2 separate regions of the Pan troglodytes genome follow, and region 2 is linked to region 1. Evidence: chromatin contacts called from public Hi-C data. All regions are on one chromosome and are shown on one strand. Each heading gives the region's core, a stretch centred on a gene start, on an enhancer-like site or on the middle of the called end of the contact. The rest is flanking DNA. Distances are from core to core; before and after follow the strand shown.

Region 1 (3,691 bases), core at 527-3,026:
GGCAGCATGGCGGCACCTGGAGCAGGCAGCACCGCAGAGGTGAGGGGCGGAGAGCCCAGTCAGCCAGCATCTGTTCACCCGAGCCCGAATCGCTAGCTGAGCGAGCACTGCCGTGTCCGGCACCATGCCGGGAGCCCCATACCCCTCATCTCATCCAAGCTGCACCAGGCATCGTTTGGCTCTCCCCACTACACAGATGAGGACGATGAGGTGAACAAACTTTCCCAAGGTCACGTAACACATAGGGGTCTCCCGGGAAGCAGGATGTGAACCCCACTCTGTCCAGTTACTCCTCTGCTCCTCCCCTCTGTCCTCTGGCAATGGGATGTAGATGCTGGCTCTGCCATGAAGGCTGTCTTTTGGGTGACACACTTCACCTCCTAAAGCCCATGCATTCCCTCCCATCAGTAAGATGGTGCAGAAAGGCACAGCCCTCACAGACTGAGCGAAGATGGCTGAGGTGATGTCTGAAGTGCATTACAGTACATTCATGCCCCATGGAATGACTGCACAGCCAACGGTGGTCCCCTACGATTCTAACACTGTATTTCTACTGTACTTTTTCTATGCTTATGTGTGCTTAGATAGGTGAATACCACTGTGTTACAACTGCATACGGTACTCAGGACAGTAACGTGATGTACAGGTTTGTGGTCTAGGAGCAACAAGCTGTAGCGCATGGCCTGGGTGTGTAGGAGGCTGTGCCGCTTGATTTTTTTTTCCTTCTCTTCCCTGGAATTGCTGTTTGATTTCCCTAAGTATACTCTGTGACCGCACAATGACAAGTTAAATTTCTCAAAACGTATTTGCATTGCTAAGGCAGGCATGGCTGTGTAGTAATATGTCCCATCATCAACCCGTGAGGGTGTCACAGGTGGGGCCTTTAGCCAGGGAGACGCAGCCTCGCCTGGAGTCCTCCTCTCGTCTTCCTCTGTCCCAACCCTGCTGCAGCCCTCCTGGGGTGAGCGGCCTCTGCCCATGCTGGGAGCAGGGAGCAGCCTCTGGCTGGCCCACGAGGCTCTGTCGCATCTCTGTTCCCTCTGCATGGGGGTGGCTGTCGACCCTTGGGGCAGCTGCAGAGGCCGCAAGAGGGGCCATAGCTCTCTCAGGCTCCTTATAAACAGCCATTCCTGCCACCAGGAACGTGGCACAGGGTAGGGAAGCCCAAGAGGAGATGCTGGAACACAGGCAGGGCTGTCTGGGGTGCCACATCCCAGGGACAAGAATAGCTGGCGTTAACTGCTCTAACTAGAACTCCTCCCAGTGTGAGCACTGCTGCGGCTGCAAGAAGCCCTTTGAGGGGCTGCGACCCCAAGGCGCAGGCTCAAGGATGCAAGGCTGATTGCAACACCCCGGTAAGGAAGCAAGGCCTGGCTGACTTTCTTTTAGCTGAGTGAACGCAGCTCTGAAGCCTGACCTGGGCTGGGACAGGTCACCAGAGGGCGCTCCTGCCCCCACTCTGCTCCAATGAGTAAATGCAACAAATGGTTCATCCCCAGGAGTCCGTGCGCCCGCACAGCGGCCGCCTGTCCAGCCTCTGGGAGGCTCTGGCATCCGAGTGGTGTGACCACATGGCTGGCTTCCTCCCCCTGCCCTCCTCAGGCCCTGACTCACTGGGGTTTTGTGCTCGGACTCAAAGAGCTCCATTGACAGCGGGGCTGGGGTCGGTTTCTCTCCACACAGCCTGGCCTGCTGGGAGGCACAACCAGGCAAATGTCACAGGGCCCGGCCCCTGGACTCTGGAGCCCTGCCCTGACAGCTGGGCCAGGAGTGCGGTCACAGCCCCAGCAGAAGGCCCTCACCTCACAAGGAACATGAGGCGCCTTGCCGGGCGCGCAGGCCACTCCCGGGTCACTCAGGATTCCAAGTTCTCCCCCAAGACGCCTTCAGATGCTGAGCGGCACAAGGGCCTCCCCAGGGACTGGTTGCAAAGCCTCCTGCTCAGCTTGGGAGGGCCACCAGCTCCCCACTGTTTACTGTTGTTCCTGAGAGAGGCCAGAGGGAGGGACCAGCCAGGGAGTGGCCAGAGGGACAGAAGGGGTGGCCTTCCTGAGGGCAGGGTGGGTGCCCCAGACCTGAGAGCGCTGCAGGACTCCCCTCCACAGGCTCAGGTGGAGCCTCCCCAGGGTCCTCCTGGCCAGGGAGGCAGAGAGCCGACTTCTTTCTTCAGCTCCCAACCCAGGCCCAGCCCACGGCGTGGGAGTGGGGGAGAGGGGGAGGAGGAGGAAGGAGGAGGAGAGAGGGAGCTTCTCTTGTCCCTGAGCAGCCCTCTCAGGGCAGAGGTGAGGCACCGGGACATGAAGTTGGAGGACAAGTTCCCAAGCAGGGCTTCCTCGGGCTCCCCCTCGCGACGGTAATTTGACACTTGGATCTCCAGGACGACCAACAACAAAAAAGCCAGGCAGAGACAGCAGCGGGCTGTCAGCAGAGGAGCTGGGCTGAGGCGCCCAGGGGAGCAGCGGCGCCCACGAAGGAAGTACGAGGACAGCACGTGGAGGCTCCGCGCTGGGGCACTGCTGCTCAGCCCCCAACACCTGAGCTCCCAGGTGAGTGGCAATGGCCACAGAAGAAGGGGGGACAGGGAGGGAGCAGCAAGGGTCCCCTGCCCCCAGGGTGAAGGGCCAGTCTACCATAAACACGGAGAGGTCTTGGGGGACATGCTGGGTCGCTTCCCTGCAGGGAAGTCAGCCAGCCTCCTGCACACACCTGCACTCTCCCTGCTGCTGGGACCCTGCACTAGGGGAGGGCTGGGGGCTCTGCTCAGAGCGCCTCCTGCTCCGCCTGCTGTGCAGCAGAGGGGCCCCGAGGGCCTGCTTATTCTGCAAGTTCATTTCAGCTCTTTTATTCAGGGGGCTTAAAAGAGGGATTTGGCTGTCCAGCTTGGGAAAGAATGGCTGCCGGCCTGCTGAGCCTCCCTTTTTCCCAGGATTAGGGCAGAGCCCTGTCGAGGTCAGCGCAGGGTCTGCCCAGCCAGCATGCGGCGCCCCCAGGATGCAGCAGGACTCTGCCCATCTGTGTCCTTTCAGGGGCTTGGCCCACTCACTGCTGGTGTTCTCAGCTCATGGCTCAGCCTGGGTCCTCCTCCCTGGGCCCATCTAGAACCCCATAAACTCCTAGATCTCCCTCTGGTGATGAGCCTTGAACACCAAACCAGGAACCTGGAGGACTGACTTTCAACTCAGGCTCAGGTGGGCAGAAGGTCACAGAAGCGAGGCTGGGAGGGACCACGCTGGCAACCGGGACCTCTGCTGTGCCACCGTGATGCACAGGCTGACATGACACCACCCCTAAGGAAGCAGGACCCGGCTGTTTGGTTCTTTGGGGAACATTGAGAGCAGCCCTCCTGGGCAGGGCCCGTGAGCCGAGGCTGCCTACTCCTCCTGCCTCCCCGTCCTCAAGCCAGCGTTAAAGCCACCACCCCCCATATGTTTTCCTCAAAGCAAACAAGCTGGCATCTAGTGAGAAAGAAAAACAATGACCCAGGGAAATGTGGAAACCAAGGACTAGCCCAAGTGTTCTCAGCTCGGCAGAGGCTGGGGGCTTCGGCTGGGGCTGGTGTCTGGGGAGACAAGCTCCTGCGGTGTTGGGAGGCGCACAGTAGGGAAGAGTCAGGCCAGGTGGGGGTCGGGGCACAGCGGTGAGCCTGGAGACCCCAGTGGCTGTCACTCACAAGACGCCCCAGGCAGGCAGG
Region 2 (3,691 bases), core at 643-3,142, 34 kb after region 1:
GTAATCCTAATTCCCCTCCTGTCCTTTCTATGAAAAAGGCAAGGATCCTGGGAAACTTGGATACATGCCCAAACCATTTCTAGTAATGGTTAAAAACAAGATTTAAAAAGTCTGGGTCAAGCGCAGTGGCTCACGCCTGTAATCACAGCACTTTGGGAGGCTGAGGCAGGCAGATCACGAGGGCAAGAGTTTGAGACCAGCCTGGCCAACATGGTGAAACTCTGTCTCTACTAAGAATACAAAAATTACCCAGGCATGGTGGCACGTGCCTGTAATCCCAGCTACTCGGGAGGCTGAAGCAGGAGAATTGCTTGAACCCAGGAGGCGGAGGTTGCAGTGAGCCGAGATCGCGCCACTGCACTCCAGTGTGGGCGACAGAGCAAGACTCTGTCTCAAAAAAAAAAAAAAAAAAAAAAAAAAGAAGTCTGAGTCTGCTGTGATATGGATGATTGAACTAAATAGCCATGAAAGCAGAGTACTGCTAGATGAGTGGGTACATCTGTGTAGACATGAGAGGACATTACTTAGAGGGCTTTTGTTTAGACATGTATCATTAATATTACATTGCTGCTCGCCTCTTGGCAACTTCCATTTGTCACCGTATCTCAGGTTTATAACATTATTACTCTTTCCTTCTCTATCTGGGACCAAGGCCACTCAACCTTCAACAAGGGAATTACCTAGGAGGCCAGTGACCGAGTTAAGTTACTCCTGCCACCCTCACTGTTGCTGTTCGTTTGTGTGTACAAACGAACAATAATGAGAATCTGAAGTGTTTTCAAAGACCATGTGTAAATCTAGCTATGAAATATAGACCAGCCGGGTGGTTCTGCCACTAAAACTACAAGCTTTGGGCCGGGCGTGGTGGCTCATGCTTGTAATCCCAGCACCTTGGGAGGCCGAGGTGGGATGATTGCCTGAGCCCAGGATTTGGAGACCAGCCTGAGCAACATGCCAAGACCCCATCTCTAATTAAAACAAATAAACGAAACTACAAGCTTTGACAACTCTAAAGATTTCCAAATCCAGTTATGGACCAAAGGTGAGGCAGTACGAAGGGTGAGGAGGAGGGTGTTCTGCCGCAGCGTTATGGTATAGCCAGCATAAATTTAAAGGAAGGTAGCTTGGTAATGTTACCTTTTACTACAGCCATGGTCGCACTCTCCTGTAAAGGCGTCTTAAAAGAGTCAAACCCAAAGACCTTCTTCAGCGTACTCCGGACTCGCCGCTCAGGGTCAAAAGGAAAGGTGGTATGGTGGCTGCTCATCTTAGCCAAGAACAGTGGCCAAAGGTTAAGGCAAAGGTAGTAAAAGGTTGCCACGAGAACCCTCTGTTTTGCATTAAAAATACAGATTATTTTTCTGTAACAATTTGCTATATTACACTTAAATAATGTATTATTTTTAAGTAATAAAGCTGAAGGTGAACTGCCTCAAGCAATACATTCCTGAGTAATTAACATCTCCACTTTTACGCTCAATGAAAATAAAAACATTGAACTATTCCAGGCCACGGTATAGCAGAGCTAGAAATCAGATCAAGAGAAGAAACATAAATGTCTTCAGAACAGCTTGGAGAACGGGGAACCGTTTTCCTAAGATCCACCACCTGCTCCTACTTCTATAAGCGCAACCACGACGACCGTGCTTCCACCCCGGGACCCCGAACCCCTTCTCCCGTCTTCCTGAGCCCAAGATCCGCAATTTTCTCTCTTGGCTGGCCGACACCTCCCTCTCTTCACCCTAAGATATCAGAACCGGCCGTGGTCCGCCCAAGAATTAAAGGCTGCTGGCTGGTTCCAGCACTGTTCGAAGACCCCTATACACAACCCCAACTCAGAGAAGCCAAAGCGCTGGTAATTGAGCTTTAGGCAGAACCCACGCAATCTTATATCCGTCGCGCAGTGATGACGTAGAACGCTGGCATGAGGGCGGAGCCAGGCTCAGGAAACTGCCGTTTTGATTGGTTTCCAGTGTGGCGCGGGGTCTCCTGGGATCCGAAAGAACCTGCCTTTCCGCCCGGAAGTCGGCGTCTTGAGTCATAGGAGTGAGCCACGCCCGAGCTGTGGGAATAAGATGGCGGGGAAGAAGAATGTTCTGTCGTCCCTCGCAGTTTACGCGGAAGATTCAGAGCCCGAGTCTGATGGCGAGGCTGGAATCGAGGCGGTGGGCAGCGCGGCTGGTAAGGCCCAAGTGCGAAGCTGGAAGGGGGAATCGGGTGTCTGCCCGGAATGCTGTACCCTCGCTGGGCGGGAGGGAACAAGATGGTCATTGTGCTCCAAGCACCGGACCCCGGAGAATGGTCCAGGGTCCGGGGTGAGATAGAGCATTAGAGACTGTGGACTAAGAATGAAGAATCTCCTTCCCGTTATTTCGATTAATTTGCCTAAACTTACTGAAAGACTCCGTGCCGGTTATAGTGATAGACAGAGGGATGGACGAAGAGGGAGCGGCTGCTCAGCCACTGCCTGTTTCCCCTGGGCTCGTTGTTTGATGAGGGAGAGCGATAAGTAAAACATACGTGGAAGATGGTAAAGATTGTGTTCGTTAACTTTATAACTTTTAGTTAGGAATGTGCCCTAAACACATCTTGGAGCTTTTAAAAACAAACGTATCTGATGCCCAAAGTGAGAGAACCTAATTCGGTAGAACTGGGGTAGGATGTGGGCATTTGTGAACTTTTTAAGGATCCCAGGTGATTTTTCTTATTTTGTGAGTTTTTAAAGCCTAACGGTGATGTTCTCCTCCTCAGGTTGAGAAGCACAATGTTAGATAATGGAAACAGATTTCTTTGGGAGAATAAAGAACAAGTTACCTAACAACATATCAGGACCTTAGCTTCCTCATCTGGAAAGTGAAGGGGATTGGATTAGGTTAGGTACTTCCATGTTTTGTGATTTTGTGTGGTCTCTTCCAGTCAGAAAGTTCTCTGATGGTTTCCTATGAACACTTTAGTGTTTATCTAGTGTTTATAGCATTAGAAACAGAATTTAGTACTCGGTTTTGTTCCCTGACCTTTTAATGATTTTATTCAGTAAATGCTGGCCTTCTCAGAGAGCCGAATCTGGGCCTATTGTAACTTAACATGAGATTTAGGTTCCCTTTGTATCTTCAGAGATAGTCTTGGCCACTCAAATCTCTGGACATTTTTTCTTACATTGTAACTCTTGTTTTTTTTTCTTGCTTTTTGTTTGTTTGTTTGTTTGTTTGTTTTTTAACCTTTCAGAGGAGAAAGGCGGATTGGTATCTGATGCCTATGGGGAGGATGACTTTTCTCGTCTAGGGGGTGATGAAGATGGTTATGAAGAAGAAGAAGATGAGAACAGTAGACAGTCGGTAGGTAAATCTCCCAGATCCAGAGCTACTGAAAGCACAATTTCATTTGTCAGATTTTGGAACTGTGCCAACAGTGTTCCATTTCATGGTTAGCTCCATCCCTTGCTCTCCCGTTTTGTTTTAGTATTAGTGGAAGAAACTGGATTGGATATCAGATCTGTTTGAAAATGTATTTTCACATGGATCATTTTTTATTAATCTTTGAATTGAAATTTGGGGGAAAAGATAGTGGATTATTTTATTTAACCCAGATATCAATGGGTGTTTTATGTTGATTTTTCCCTGTTTAAATTATTTACTCCATTTATAGCAGGCATTCATCCTAACTGGTGTATCATTTATATCTACAGTCAACT

Evidence for each region. A called contact is a pair of places that touch in the nucleus more often than the background predicts.
Region 2: a contact with region 1 is called in a Hi-C map of stem cell-derived neural progenitor cells, with 1.5 times the contacts expected there. The contact joins the promoter of RECQL5 here to the promoter of SMIM5 in region 1. A contact is called at or near these places in 1 of 7 Hi-C or Micro-C datasets (stem cell-derived neural progenitor cells) and 1 of 1 datasets of contacts at active chromatin or transcription factors (stem cell-derived excitatory neurons).

The regions. Positions count from the first base shown.
Region 1 is chr19:88,632,440-88,636,130 of NHGRI_mPanTro3-v2.0_pri, forward strand. It overlaps SMIM5 (small integral membrane protein 5), which reads left to right and starts at 1,777. Exons shown (of 3, transcript XM_003953188.4): 1 at 1,777-2,546. It overlaps RECQL5 (RecQ like helicase 5), which reads right to left. Exons shown (of 20, transcript XM_009433296.4): 8 at 1-16.
Region 2 is chr19:88,666,066-88,669,756 of NHGRI_mPanTro3-v2.0_pri, forward strand. It overlaps RECQL5 (RecQ like helicase 5), which reads right to left and starts at 1,893. Exons shown (of 20, transcript XM_009433296.4): 1 at 1,138-1,893. The coding sequence starts at 1,267. It overlaps SAP30BP (SAP30 binding protein), which reads left to right and starts at 1,922. Exons shown (of 13, transcript XM_054670682.2): 1 at 1,922-2,181; 2 at 3,226-3,335. The coding sequence starts at 2,076.